3 separate regions of the Anser cygnoides genome follow, and regions 1 and 3 are each linked to region 2. The links are chromatin contacts, called in public Hi-C maps. All regions are on one chromosome and are shown on one strand. Each heading gives the region's core, a stretch centred on a gene start, on an enhancer-like site or on the middle of the called end of the contact. The rest is flanking DNA. Distances are from core to core; before and after follow the strand shown.

Region 1 (4,292 bases), core at 1,784-4,283, 230 kb after region 2:
AAAATGAAACCAAACTGAACAAACCCACGTGCTGGTGGATCTGCCCCTAACGTCTGAGGAACTGGTGGGCTCCATTCGCTGCTGCTCCCCAGGGTCCCACATCGCGTGCCCATAGACAGAGCCCTCACAGCCAACTTGGCCGTGTTAGTTCCAGAAGCCAGTTTTGTTTGTTTTGTTTTACTGTGCGAGTCCAGCATCTGCAAAGGCTGCCTTGGAGCAGGACTGCCACACGGTGTGCAGGACACACCGCCGCTGTACAATGGTTATTCAGACTCGTAGGAAAGCGGGACTCGGGCAGTTCAACTCCCATCTGCAACGAACTGTGATCTCAGCTCTGCTGAGAGCACAGAGGTCCTTTTGATAAATCCCTACATACAAGGACTACAGCACCATTTCAGCATGAGAGAAATATATTCAACTTTTCCAATAATCTTTACAGTCCGCTGGCCTGGAAGACTGGGTTTCTCTTCCCCACTGCAGGGCTGCACCCACCGGACTCGGGCACACCACGGGGACGGAGGGGAGCGATGCTCCGAGGCCGCTGCCTCTCACCCTGCCTCTCCAAGCACTTCTCGCACATCAGTGCTCCCAGCACTGTCTTTGGTGGCTTTGTGTTTGCATGCACCCAGAGGAGGCCGAAGAGCCAGAGGAACACCCCCACTGTCACACGTGCTCGGGAGCCTCCTGGGACCCCCACCTCTGCACACGAGTAGCACCTACACTGAGGGGTCTGCTTACTGGGAGAGGGCTTTTCTCATTTTTTTCCCTCTTAAGAAAACTCAGTTTTCTTTGTCAAAACACCACTTTTACATCTGGTCTCTCCAGAGGCGTATTTTAAGTTAGACACGCAAAACGAAGTGAGACAGGAGTACACCTTTAACCGTACGATATTCATTATTCGCTGTGGGACGTTCGCTGCATCCTCAAAGACCATACAATGCAAATATCTGTGCGGCTGTCTCCCTACCCATATGAGTAATTCACCTGTCTTCAGCGAGAGGCTCTTAAAGGCTGGGGGGCTGCACCAGACCGGGGCCCACAACTGCTGGGCCTCCGTCACTGCCCCCTGGCACCACTCTGCAGGGCCCGGGCCTACTGCTGCTTCTTGGGCCACATCTGCACCGACTCAGAACCCAGATATCGTACAAGTTCTCCTCACTGCTGAGCCCCTCTGTGGCCTTCAAGTTAGACACAAGCTCCAGAGCTGCCTGAAGTCAGGGAGATCCCGAAGGTGGCAAGCACAGGAGATGGAGACGAGCTCTGCCACGCAGCAGAGGTCACAGAGAAGGTGCTGGACACCAGCAGCAGTGTCAGCAGTGAGGCACCAAGATGAAGCCTTGCCCTAGGATTAGGGAGGGAAGCACCACTCCCAAAGTCCCAGAAGAACATACACAGTGCTGGCTCCGATCTGCCTTACTTCCACAGCCCATTTGCATTTAGCTCCTTCCCCTGAACCACCTTTTTCAAAACTTCAGTAACAGGCTGTGAAATCCCCACCATCTGTTAGCCAGGGAAAAATCTCCACCGCAGCTCCATCAGCCTCTCCCACACAAGCCTTATTCATTAGGAGGAATGACTGCAAACATTTACCAAGTCCATGCTGGCTCAGAAATTCCTGAAGTTACTAACAACAGGCTTGGGATAGGGAACTTTGACAAACGCCCCTAAATAGAGTGTGCCCACATCGTTAGCTTTACCCAGGGTGCATTAAGGCTGCTTTCTTGCTACCGCGATTATGCTTTAATATGTAATTAGTAGGAAGAAAACGATGTTGAAGAGGAGAACGCCTCACTTACACACACGCCATTAAGACTGAGAGTATAAATGAGTGAGCTGCGGCATCACCATCTGAGGCTCATTAACTCAATCTGCAAAGCATCGAGGGCTGGCAAGCGCTGCCGTCCGGCTGCAGGTACAGCAAAAAACTGCACATCGACACTGGTGGCAGGCACCGTGCCTCCCTGCCTCTTCCTTGCCTAGCTCAAAACCTGGCAAAGTCGGGAAGGGCTGGGAAACGCAGAGGCACTTGTCCCCAGGAAGAACGCACCAGCTTTCCCAGCAGGGAAACGATAGTTAGGAACATCACACAGCCCATGCAGGTGGCTTTCACACGTCTCCGTGATCCTGGCTTCACCTGCGATGCTCAGGGAAGCTATTTAAAACCCATCCAAAGGAAACTGTTCCCCGCCAGCACTGCAGATCCAAGCCACCTGATCCCGTGTCACTGCCCCGATGCACCCCGTGCAGCCCATGCGAGTCTGGAACAACCATCATACCAAGCTCTCCAGCCCCCCCAGCCCTGCACACCCAGCTGGAGCGGGCAGGGGAATCACCCGGAGGAATCCTGAAAGTACAGGGCGGTTTTGAAGAAATAACTCATTTCTGAAGGAAAAGGGAAAAAAAAAAAGTCTGGAAGCGCTCCAAGAACAAACAAGCAGCCCATTTTGAAAGAGTGGAACAAAACAGTCTGAGATGCCTTTTTTTTTTTTTTTTTTTAAATTCTCTTGAACAAGGCGGGGATGGAAAGGAGAAACCTCATCACCAGCGAGCTGTGGCACGAGGGCAGCCCTCGTGCACGGAGCTGCTCCTGCCAGCAGCAGCACCCCCAAGTCACGGCCTCAGCACCGTAAAGCCCCTTAAATCAGGAGATGGCAGGAGACCTGGGTGTTAATAGCAAACCTCACCGAAACCACGCTCTGCTGAGGAGCCGAGGTTTCAACACACCATTTTTCTGCCCCCACTTTGAGCAATGTTTATTTGCCGTGAAACATTAACATTTCGCTTCGATACGTGACTGCCCGAATGCAAAGTGTCAATGCAGGAGGAGGCTGACCGGGCCAAATCGGGTCCCCCCGTGCGCCCCAGCCCTGTCCCCTTCTCCCAGGATGGGCTGGGGAATGGGCACCAGGCTCCCCGGCTCCATCCCAGCATCAGGGTGCCTGTTTTGGGGCACGATGCTTTGATACGCTAACTTGTACCCGCTCTTCTTTGCCCCAGGAGGAATCGGTTTGCTGCAGAGGCTTTTTTCTCCCCTTTTCCTTTAATCTGCTTCACAGGGTAGATGCTGAGCAGAATTACCCTGAGCACTGGGGTTTGAGAAGTTCGGTCATGGCAGTGCTTTCAGGCTGAGAGTTTCGCTTTTTGCACATTCTGCTAAAACATGGTTACACCCACACGTTAATCTGTTTCAAGAAATGTTAATTATTCTTCATAACCGAAGCATTTGGCCTTGAGACAGTTTCATTATCAGACGCTGTAACTTCGACAGGCTAGGAAATCTGGGGAAGATTTTAATGAAGAAACAGAAGATCCCTGGCTCGTTACAGAATAAAAACCTCCTTTTATTCCGAGATTGCTTTAAATGACATTACACGGGATGTGTTTCCTTCCTTTCCCAAAGCACAAGCATGCTGAACGGTTGAGCTCAAGTGATGCCAGATGCACTAACGGAGCGCTGAGGCACCGAAGGACTGACTCTGCCTGTTGACACCTTTCAGTCGTGGTGACCATGACCAAATCATTAAGTCACAAACGCCTGATAATGTAATAAAAAAAAAAAAAAACAACATCTTGTGGGGTCCAAAAGCAGCCAGGCATTTTTCAACCAACAGACAAAAGCTGTAGGGTCACAGAAGAGAGACGGACTGCACCCCTTCCCCTTTTTAGAGGCACAGACCAGTGAATGTTTTACTGCTCTCAGGTTCCCCACCCCCCGATCTTGTCTAATATGACTACAAGAAGAGCTCAGCCAGATCACGGAAGTGCAAGAAAATCAATTTCATACACATTAAGAATACGTGTTTACCCACGTCCTGATCGATACCTCCGGCTCCCTGCACATTACAACACTTCGGTTGCAGTTTGAGGCCCAACAGCACCGTTCTCCCATGCAGACTATGGGAGTTAGGAAAGATCCTGTCCGTGCTTGTTTGATCTGAAACATAATACCCCTTAATGTGACCCCTTGGAAAAATACTGGGGAAAGCAGCCAAGAGGGGAGGAAAAAAAAAGAAAAGCAAAGCTTCCCAGAATGAACATTTCTGGCTCTTTCAGTTCCACGGCGGAGCTGTGCATCTATAAACAGTGCTGATTTGCAAGTAGGAGAGGGAGGAAAAGGAGAAAGGAGAAGGAGAAAGCAGAGATAGCCGGCCACCTCGCAGCTAAAAGCTCTGCTTTTTAAGCAGCCTCTCCTCCGGCCCAGCCAGGGACAGGAGGGGACAGCAGAGGGCACAGCTCAGCACCCAGCTTCCTGGGCTGGTGACACCCAGGTGTTTCACTTTAGGGTGCAGTAG
Region 2 (4,005 bases), core at 161-2,660:
GGTGACAGGCCTCCTCAAAACGCTCCTTGTTCAGCATCGCCTTGTTGAAGGTGGCCTGTTAGGACAAGGGCTGACTGATAACTAGGCAAGGTTGGAGTGTGCCTCTAATTTCAGAGCTCGCTACGAAGGAACAGAACTCATTTATACGGATTTTGGACGTCTGGGTTGTGGCTGCTACAGGCCTAGGTTATTTTATGCAGGAGGAAGAATTTCCTGTAGGATGGATGGGAAACTTTGTCAGTGGAGGTGAGGCTGGGAGGTGACACCTACCACGTGCCAACACCTGTAACCAGCAAGATCAAGCCAGAAAGGGCTGGGAGGTGGAGCACAAGCGAGACAAACAAGGCTCAGGGTCTGTTTCTGGCTCCTGCACAGCCTGGCTTGGTGACCTCGGTCGAGTCCCCTCTCCCCCTTGTGTTCCCATTTGTAAAAGGACGATGGGAGTCTGTGGCTTTTGTAAAATGCTCTAGGAGCAAAAATAGGGTTGCATTGAGGACAGTGACCAGCTGCTTGGAATGAATAGAGGCTTTGTGGGGGGTGGTGTGTTTTTTTTTTTTTTTTACTTCCTCGTTTTAGCTCCCAGTTATTTGTGCTTCCCCAGGGCCTCAGGACGGGACAGCAGTTAAACAAATGGCAGGACTGTCTTCCATAGCTTACGTGCCATCGAGCATTATCTGAATTTGAAGCCTCTTGTGAGGCTTTGTTGTGCAAAAAGAAGCCTCTGGGTTGGCTCCGCGTCCCTTTTGGCTACAGAGGCAGGAGCCGATCCTGCCCCAGCGGGACCAGGATGTGCCAGGCTGCCGCAGGATGCATTGCACTGCAAAGGAGACTGAAGGTCACCGAATCGTTATCTCTGTGGCTGTTGGCAACCACCACTGAGTGCAGTGCTCCTGCGATTATAAACCTTTGACTCCTTTCCTGCTGGTTGGTGCTCGTGCTGACGTAGGGACTCGCTCAGCTCAGGCCTGCTGGGTCATTAGTCCATTGGCAACCAGGGCGATCGCTTCGCTGAGGCTCCTGTGAGGACATTCAGTGGTCAAGGGTTGTTTTGGGATGAAAACAAAACTTGAAGAACTGAACCAAAGCCCTGACAAAGCGAAACCCTGATTGACTAGGGTAAAAAGAAATAAAAAAATAGTAGGGCCAAAGTCCTGCTTGGAAAATAACATTCTGCCTCCCTAGGTTTGCTCTGTGGTTGAGGCTGATTTTGTAGCTCTGAACCTCTTGCACTGCTCTGCTCCACTGTGCTGTTAACCAGGGCAGGGCTCTGCCCTTGCCCTTTCAGTGGTAGTCAAGGTGCTGCTGGGTTTTGCTGTTCTGCTAATAATAAAATGCTTGAAAGTCATTTAAGGTTATTTTCAGAAGTGTGTTTTTCTGTGAAGAAAAAGTGTTAGAAGTCCATGGTGCGGACTTGTGTCACAAGTGTCACAAGTCCCCTGAGCTCCTCTTCCGAGAGCATCCAAGGGTTTTTTGGTCACAGAGTTAGAAACGTCCCTGCCTGCTGCTCCTTACAATCCTGCTTGCTGGTGCTTTGCCAGCTCTCCGTCTGTTTGCGTGTGTGCATCATCCCACCCCGGTGCCTCAGTTTCCCCCTGCAGTGCAGGGACACTGACACTGATCCCTTTGTGATGGGAGGATGAGAAGTGCCCTTGGAGCGCGGCTGGTAGCATGTCCTGTGGCATTTCTGCTCTGTAGGGATCTTGTTCTAGCAGGAATCTCCAGGAGATTTTGGGTCCTAGGGGACAGTCCTAGGAAGCCTCTAAAAATAAACCTGTTTGGTTGTTTTCTAAAATCAGGGGGCCACTTGCTTGTGGGGTGACCTTAGCCTGGTCCTATCATAGGCCTGCAGCTCTGTTTCCCAGTCTGGTAAATAAGGGTAAATATTCTTGAGGAAACCTTGAGGATTCAGCAGTGGATGCCTGAAGGAAACCTTGCAAACTCGTGCCAAGCTTTTGAAGGTCAGGACTGCTCACAGCAGCCCTGCTCAGGGATTCCCTTAGCAAAACATGAGCAGACTTCAGAAATACCTGGATCCAGGCTGATTCTCACATTCACACCGCTCTCTTCATTATTCAGCTGCACATCCCAGGCCAGCCTTTAAGGGCTGTATAATTTCAGATGCGGTTCTGCACTGTGTTGTTGTTTACTGGGGATGCAGCCCCTGCCTCGCCGCCCTCCCTCCCGTGGGCTCGGGTTCCCAGGTGAGCAGCAGCAGCCTCTCGGTGTCAGCGGGGGAAAGGGGCCGTATCGAGTGCAGGGAGCTCTTTGCAAGTTTAATGAGGCAGGAGGTGGGTGCCTGCAGCCTGGCTGCTGGCTGCTTCCTCTCCTGGCATTACGAATTCAGGAGAGCAGGAGCTATTCTGGGCCTTGCTTTAACCAGCAGCCACTTCCATTTGTATTAGCAGAGACCCAAAACTGGCTCTTTTCTGCCAATCTTTAGCAGAGTTGCACAGAACTAGCAGTGTGTGACCAAGACCGGGTTCACCTCTCCTTTATTTTCAGCCTGAAAGGGCTGCAAGTAATTTTTTTGCTGAACTTTTCCCCGTGCTGCTCTGAGATGGGTGCCGGCAGGGTCGTCTTTGTTCAGTCCTGGGGCAAACCAGTGGTTCCTTTGCAAATAAAACCCGGGGTGCCACGTATGTGACCGCACATAAAAGCAAACACTGTTCTGAGCAGGCGTCACACTGAGGCACCAAGCATTCAGAGCAGAAGGATACCTGGATGCTGGGCCAGGTAGGATGGGAACAAACCCTCCACCTGCATCCTGCTCTCCTCGGGCCATCAGCCCTTCTGTGCTGGTCTGTGCACGCTGCTCTGCAGTGCCCGGAGGTGCCAGCCAAGGCAAGGACCCTTCTGGGCAGCTCCAGCGCTGTCTGTCCGGACAGATGAGCCCAAAGCACAGGAGGGCACAACCCTGCTGGTGTGGCTGCAGGGCAGGCTGGAGCTGGGAGAAGCCAGCCCTGCTGGCCAGCCTCCGACCCCGCTGTCCTGTGGGTCTTTGTGGTCACCGAAAGCCTCTTCTTGCCTTCCAGCCTGTGCCTTTGCTGGTCTGTGGAACTGCGTCACCATCAACCCCCTGAACATAGCAGCTGGCGTGTGGATGATGTGAGTGGAGTTTCTGTTCTTTTTTTTTTTCTGCCGGGAGGGAGATGGGATCCTTGGGGGTCCCTTCCCGCTCAGGGTACCCCGTGATTCTGGCCATTAGGCACCACGGAGCGAGGGGCAGAGCTGAGGTGAAATGTCTGCCCTGTCCTGCGGGCGGGCGTGAATTGCCAGGTCTTGCTCAGTCAGACCGGTGGAGACACAAGCTTTATCCTATTTATGTCCCCATTTATATTCCTCTTCTCTCCTTACCCCCCTCCCCACCCCTTTTTAGGTAAATACCGCAGTAACCTTACCCAAAATAAATCTGGGGCCTGGGGTTGGGAATTATCAAGAAGGGGGGAGAGGGAAGCGGGGTCCAGCCCCGCTGCGTGCTTCCGCTTTGGTGTGGCCGGGGGCACGGCTGACCCTCGCTCTGGGGCAGTGTTAACTCTCGTGTGCTCTACCTGGAGGCTCAACGCCTTCGTCCTGTTCCTGTGCGAAGCCCCCTTCTGCTGCCAGTTCATCGAGTTCGCCAACGCCGTGTCTGCGAGGGCGGACAAGCTGCGGCCCTGGCAGAAAGCTGCTTTCTACTGCGGGTGAGGATGCTCCCGGGGCCGGGCACTGGGCCTTTTGGGTGCTGCGTTCCCCAAACCAGCGCGGGGCTGCCTCTCTCTCTTTCAGGATGGCGGTGTTCCCCGTCATGCTCAGCCTGACGCTGACCACGCTCTTTGGAAATGCCATCGCATTTGCAACCGGGGTGCTTTACGGCCTGTCGGCGCTCGGCAAGAAGTAAGAGATCTGCCTGCTGGTGGAGGGGAGGGAAGGGGAAGGTGGCCCTCCAGCCCGCACCCCGTCCGTTCCCAGCTCACATTCCCGCACTGTCCCTTCTCTCTGCAGAGGAGATGCCATTTCCTACGCCCG
Region 3 (4,156 bases), core at 196-2,695, 190 kb after region 2:
CTGTTATTAGGCTCACGCAGCACAGAGATCAGTTTATGAGTCAGACAGCTACGAGGAGGGTTTGACTTCCAGGGAAATCTAAAAGAAGCACGCTGTTCTCCACGCCAGGGCTTTTTGCTTTGTTCTTTCACGAAACCCCCATGTCTCTGAGCATCCCGGCACATCAAAGCCCGGGACCTGATCCGGATGAGCCTGCCTGTGATCAGGCTCCAAATCCACGCTCGGGTACGCAGCGAAGCGACCCACTTTTTAAGAAGGATCAGGTACAAAGAAGCCCTACACCTCCAGAAACAAGAGCGAGCAGTGACTGTCCGGCACCAGGCAGGGTTTTTCCAAGGAGGAATTTATTTATTTTTTTGCTAAGGAGGAGCTGGGGGCGAAGAAAGCCCCGCACAACCCCAGCTCCTGCGCCAGCCCCAGCCAGGGAAGCACGAAGCGTGCATTTAAGAACAAGTAATCCTTTCAATTTCAACAGGATTAAACAGCATTCTTAAAAGTAAGTAAATCCTTAAGTGTTTGCTAAACTGTGTCATTTTCCCCATAAAGCAGGTTCTTATGTGCTGAGAAGCGCAGTAATACGTCCCGCCACTCCCGGCTATCATTTTCTATTAGGCAGGGCAGGAACCGCTTCGTTACGCAGCCAAGCGGCGGTTGGCACAAGGGGTCCCTGATCTCATCTGAGGCTTAGTTGCTCCTGCGGTTCTAGGACATACTAATGCAGCTAATGCAGACATGACACCGAGTGGAATTACAGTTCGCCGGTTATTTATACCTCCCCTTTCCTTTAAGGCAGACTGGGAACGCAGAAGCTTTGTTTCCCGAGGCAGACAGCACGCCCCCAGACTCCTTATCAGCTCCCCGATGATTTATGCCAATTACTTCACACGTTCAGGCCTTTGGGTATCCCCACTGCCCAAACCTACGAAGCCAGTTTTGAGGCTGCAGCATCCTGAAAGTGCTACAGGAGCACACCAGGAGCCGTGAGCAGCAATTTCCAAATTTACAGCTCCCTTGGACCGTGCTGGAGAGGGCTCCAGCGACCAAGCCCGCGGCACAGCCCAGTGCCGTGCCCCATCCCGCAGCCCAGGGGAAAGCCCCGTGCCCGATGCCGGCAGCGGGGAGGTTTTGCAGAGTCATTTCTACACTCTGCTTGGGAAAAACACACTTGTATGGGCGAGTTTGTCTTCTGGGAGGAGGCCGGCTGTGGGCTTAAATAAGGTCTCATGCAGGTTATTATTATTATTACTTCTTCATCCAGTTCTCGGCGGAACTTCCTCAAGAAAAGCTGCACTCAGTGCGCGCAAGTCACCATAAAAACTACGTCTAAACTGACAACAAGATGCCAGGGACGGAGCTCTGGAGGTACAAAGTGCAGGCAGAGGTACCCGCAGCCACAGGCTGCTTCCAGCAGCTGACCTGCACGGGGCTGGGAAATTCCTGGTGGTTTCCCCGGGCAGGGTGAGGGACGCTCTCTGCATTCCTGACATTCCAGCTCTCCTCCGTTTTCTGCCACGAGCTAAACCAAACAAGCCAGCTGATCATTTACCAGCCCCGTGCCCCGTGGTACGACCGCGTTGCCGTGGATCAGCCCGAGCAGGAAGGCAGCGGGAGGGCCAGGGACGCGGTTTCGGAGCCCGAGCATCAGAGGCCTCACGGAGAGCCTCATTTTCGAAAGGCACCGAGTTCTGCGCTTCCAGAAACAAAAGCAAGTCTCAGCCCAGGTTCCTCAAATTCACCGGTCACTTTGCAAGGATCCTGGCTGAGCAAAGAAACGGGATTTTTGCAAACAAACAAAACCAGCAAAAATCCCCACACCGTAAGAAAACCACTAACTTTCATCTTTCTCACTGCCAGTGCTTTCTTTTAGGAATGATGGATTTAAAAATAAACTAAAACAAAACAAAAATAAATAAATTAATGTGCTTACTGCTCTTCTATTTCCTCCAGCGTTGCTTATTTCTAGCGGTATCTCTGCACATCTAGAAAACTAAAATAAACTCTCGTTATTTGCAAAAACAACCCGAGGCAGCTGGGCTGGAATACGCTTTGCATACGAGGAACTCCCTAACCCTGCAGTTAGGAGCAAGCTGCAGGGGCTGGAGCCAGGCTCGTGGCTTGTGCAGACCCTGGCGAGGTCGTCGTGCATTCCCAGAACAAGAGGATTTGCTTTGCAGCAAGTCAGGAGCTCATCACAGTGATGATAAGCCTGGGCAGAAACCTTGATGTTGCTACCTCCGTGCACAGGCTTCTTGGGGGGAAGGTGGTTTCAGAGCCTGAAATCGCATGGAATGATTTGACACCTAAACTCAGGAAGGGCAAATAGAATAAAATAAAATATAAATATTAAAATAAAATAATTACAAATCCTCAGACCAAATCCCTCGCCTCAGTGTGGATGGGAAGCAGACCCCAAATTTGGATACAAGCTGGCTAAGTTAGTTCTGAGCTGGGTAACAGCATCCAACAGCAAAACCGGCAACGTGAAGAGTTGCAGTGGGGACAAGGCTGCCGAACCAAAGCAGCCGTGAGATTGCTGTGAGGCGCCAGCAGGACGTGCCCCAGACAGCTCCAGTTTGTGGTGCTGGTGGCAGCGGTCACCGTACACCTTTGCCCACCCACCTGCCGAGGAGCATCGCTGCACACCCGGGGCCCAGCACCCACCCCAGCACCTCCCACCCAGCTCCACGCGCACACCAGGGCTCACAGCCAAGGCAGGATATTTGCAAACCAAAGTGCCCCCAGCAGTTTTTCCCATCACTGCCTTTTTGCATGTGCCTCTCCCCCGTGCTTAGCACCTCGGCGAACCCAGCCCCGAGTCCTGCAGCGCTCTGTGAGACCCCGAGCATGTGAGCCAGCCCCAAATGCACAGCTAAAACACAACCTGCGTGCTCTGGATCCATTATTTACGCTCTGCATGCTATTGCACAGTACCTGTAAAGCCCGACAAGCACAGCAAACATTAAACCTACAGCTGGTGTCTGCTGCCCCTTGAGCATCCCCCAGATGTCGCAGGGAATCCCTTGCACCAACATCTCCGGGTGCAGCCCCCTCCTGCACTGTCCAAGGGCCCTGCTCCATATCGCTGAGGCAGGACAGGACCTCCGGGTTTGCTGCTCCCCTGACCTCTTAAAGCTGTGCGTGCAGCATTAAGGGCTGTTTTTAAGTGGTAAATACGGTCCTCAAGCCCAGATGCTGATTAGGAGGAGAGCTCGCCAGGGATGCTAACACCACCAGCCTCACGCCGGGCTGGACTGCTAGCCGGGCACCCAGTCTGCACGCTGGGAGCAGGATCTGCAGGCACAAGCTGGATTTTGCTTCCGAAATTCACCAAGGACATCCAGACGTACAGGGCTCCTTCCTTTTCTAAAGGGAATCTCGATCACGAGAGTAGCAAAGGGTTAAAATAATCTCAAGTGAGCATCTGACACAGATTGTCCCCGAGACCTCTTAGCCACAGCTCAGAGCGCCCGTGTCAGGCTGCGTTACGGTTACGGGGACAAGCGATTACACCTCTCAGGATAACGAGGTTAAGCCCCCTAACAGCAGTGCCTCGTCAGAGATGCGCTTTCCAGATGAAAGCATCTTTACCCAAACCAACAACTCCTCCGGGGAAGCAGGAGGAGCGTGCACCAAAGGTCTGCGTTATTTCCTTACAAAGCAGCGGGGCAGGGACTCCATCAGAAAAGGGCACCTGCGTAGGTGTGATTAAAAATAAAGGGCTTGAGTGCGTACGGGGCTTTTACAGCCCTCACTAGAGAGGTCCAGGAGGCCATCCCGAGGCGATCAGCATCGCTCCGCTGGGTATGCGGGCAGGGAGTATGTATTTGCTCGGCTGGTCCTTTGAAAAAAGGGTTATTTAACCCAGCATTATGCCGCATTAAGCCCATGATTTGCCCATGTTAAGTGTTGGGGACGCAAATATGATTTCATCAAAGTCACTGGCCAAGTCTCTGCTGATTTGCAGTGGGAACAGGTCTTGTATCATTTCAACATGCCTCGTTTGAGGAATTTGGGGCCAGCATATTGTCTGCTGTTGTGCAGCCTTATAACAGTGGGCAGGCATTGCAAAAATATGTCTCCTGACAGGGAGGAGAAAAGAGGAACTCGGGTGGATTTATAGCTAATGGTAGAAAAGCTCTGCACTGTACCACGCTGT

The links. A called contact is a pair of places that touch in the nucleus more often than the background predicts.
Region 1: a Hi-C map of liver shows a contact between it and region 2, with 7 times the contacts expected there. The contact joins two enhancer-like sites. A contact is called at or near these places in 2 of 7 Hi-C or Micro-C datasets (both in liver).
Region 3: a contact with region 2 is called in a Hi-C map of liver, with 14 times the contacts expected there. The contact joins two enhancer-like sites. A contact is called at or near these places in 2 of 7 Hi-C or Micro-C datasets (both in liver).

The regions. Positions count from the first base shown.
Region 1 is chr20:4,204,777-4,209,068 of Taihu_goose_T2T_genome, reverse strand. The region is part of intron 2 of VAV2 (vav guanine nucleotide exchange factor 2); the gene reads right to left. Among named protein-coding and RNA genes, the nearest start is that of VAV2, 38 kb to the right of the region's middle. Within about 2 kb of position 3,033, at least 1 of the 3 cell types and tissues checked has open chromatin away from gene starts, as enhancers often do. A contact at or near this core is called in liver, where this site is marked.
Region 2 is chr20:4,435,971-4,439,975 of Taihu_goose_T2T_genome, reverse strand. CACFD1 (calcium channel flower domain containing 1) reads left to right here. Exons shown (of 5, transcript XM_066980695.1): 2 at 3,033-3,105; 3 at 3,527-3,680; 4 at 3,766-3,873; 5 at 3,982-4,005. Among named protein-coding and RNA genes, the nearest start is that of CACFD1, 4.2 kb to the left of the region's middle. Within about 2 kb of position 1,410, at least 1 of the 3 cell types and tissues checked has open chromatin away from gene starts, as enhancers often do. A contact at or near this core is called in liver, where this site is marked.
Region 3 is chr20:4,241,805-4,245,960 of Taihu_goose_T2T_genome, reverse strand. All of the region lies in intron 2 of VAV2 (vav guanine nucleotide exchange factor 2), which reads right to left. Among named protein-coding and RNA genes, the nearest start is that of SARDH, 55 kb to the left of the region's middle. Within about 2 kb of position 1,445, at least 3 of the 3 cell types and tissues checked have open chromatin away from gene starts, as enhancers often do. A contact at or near this core is called in liver, where this site is marked.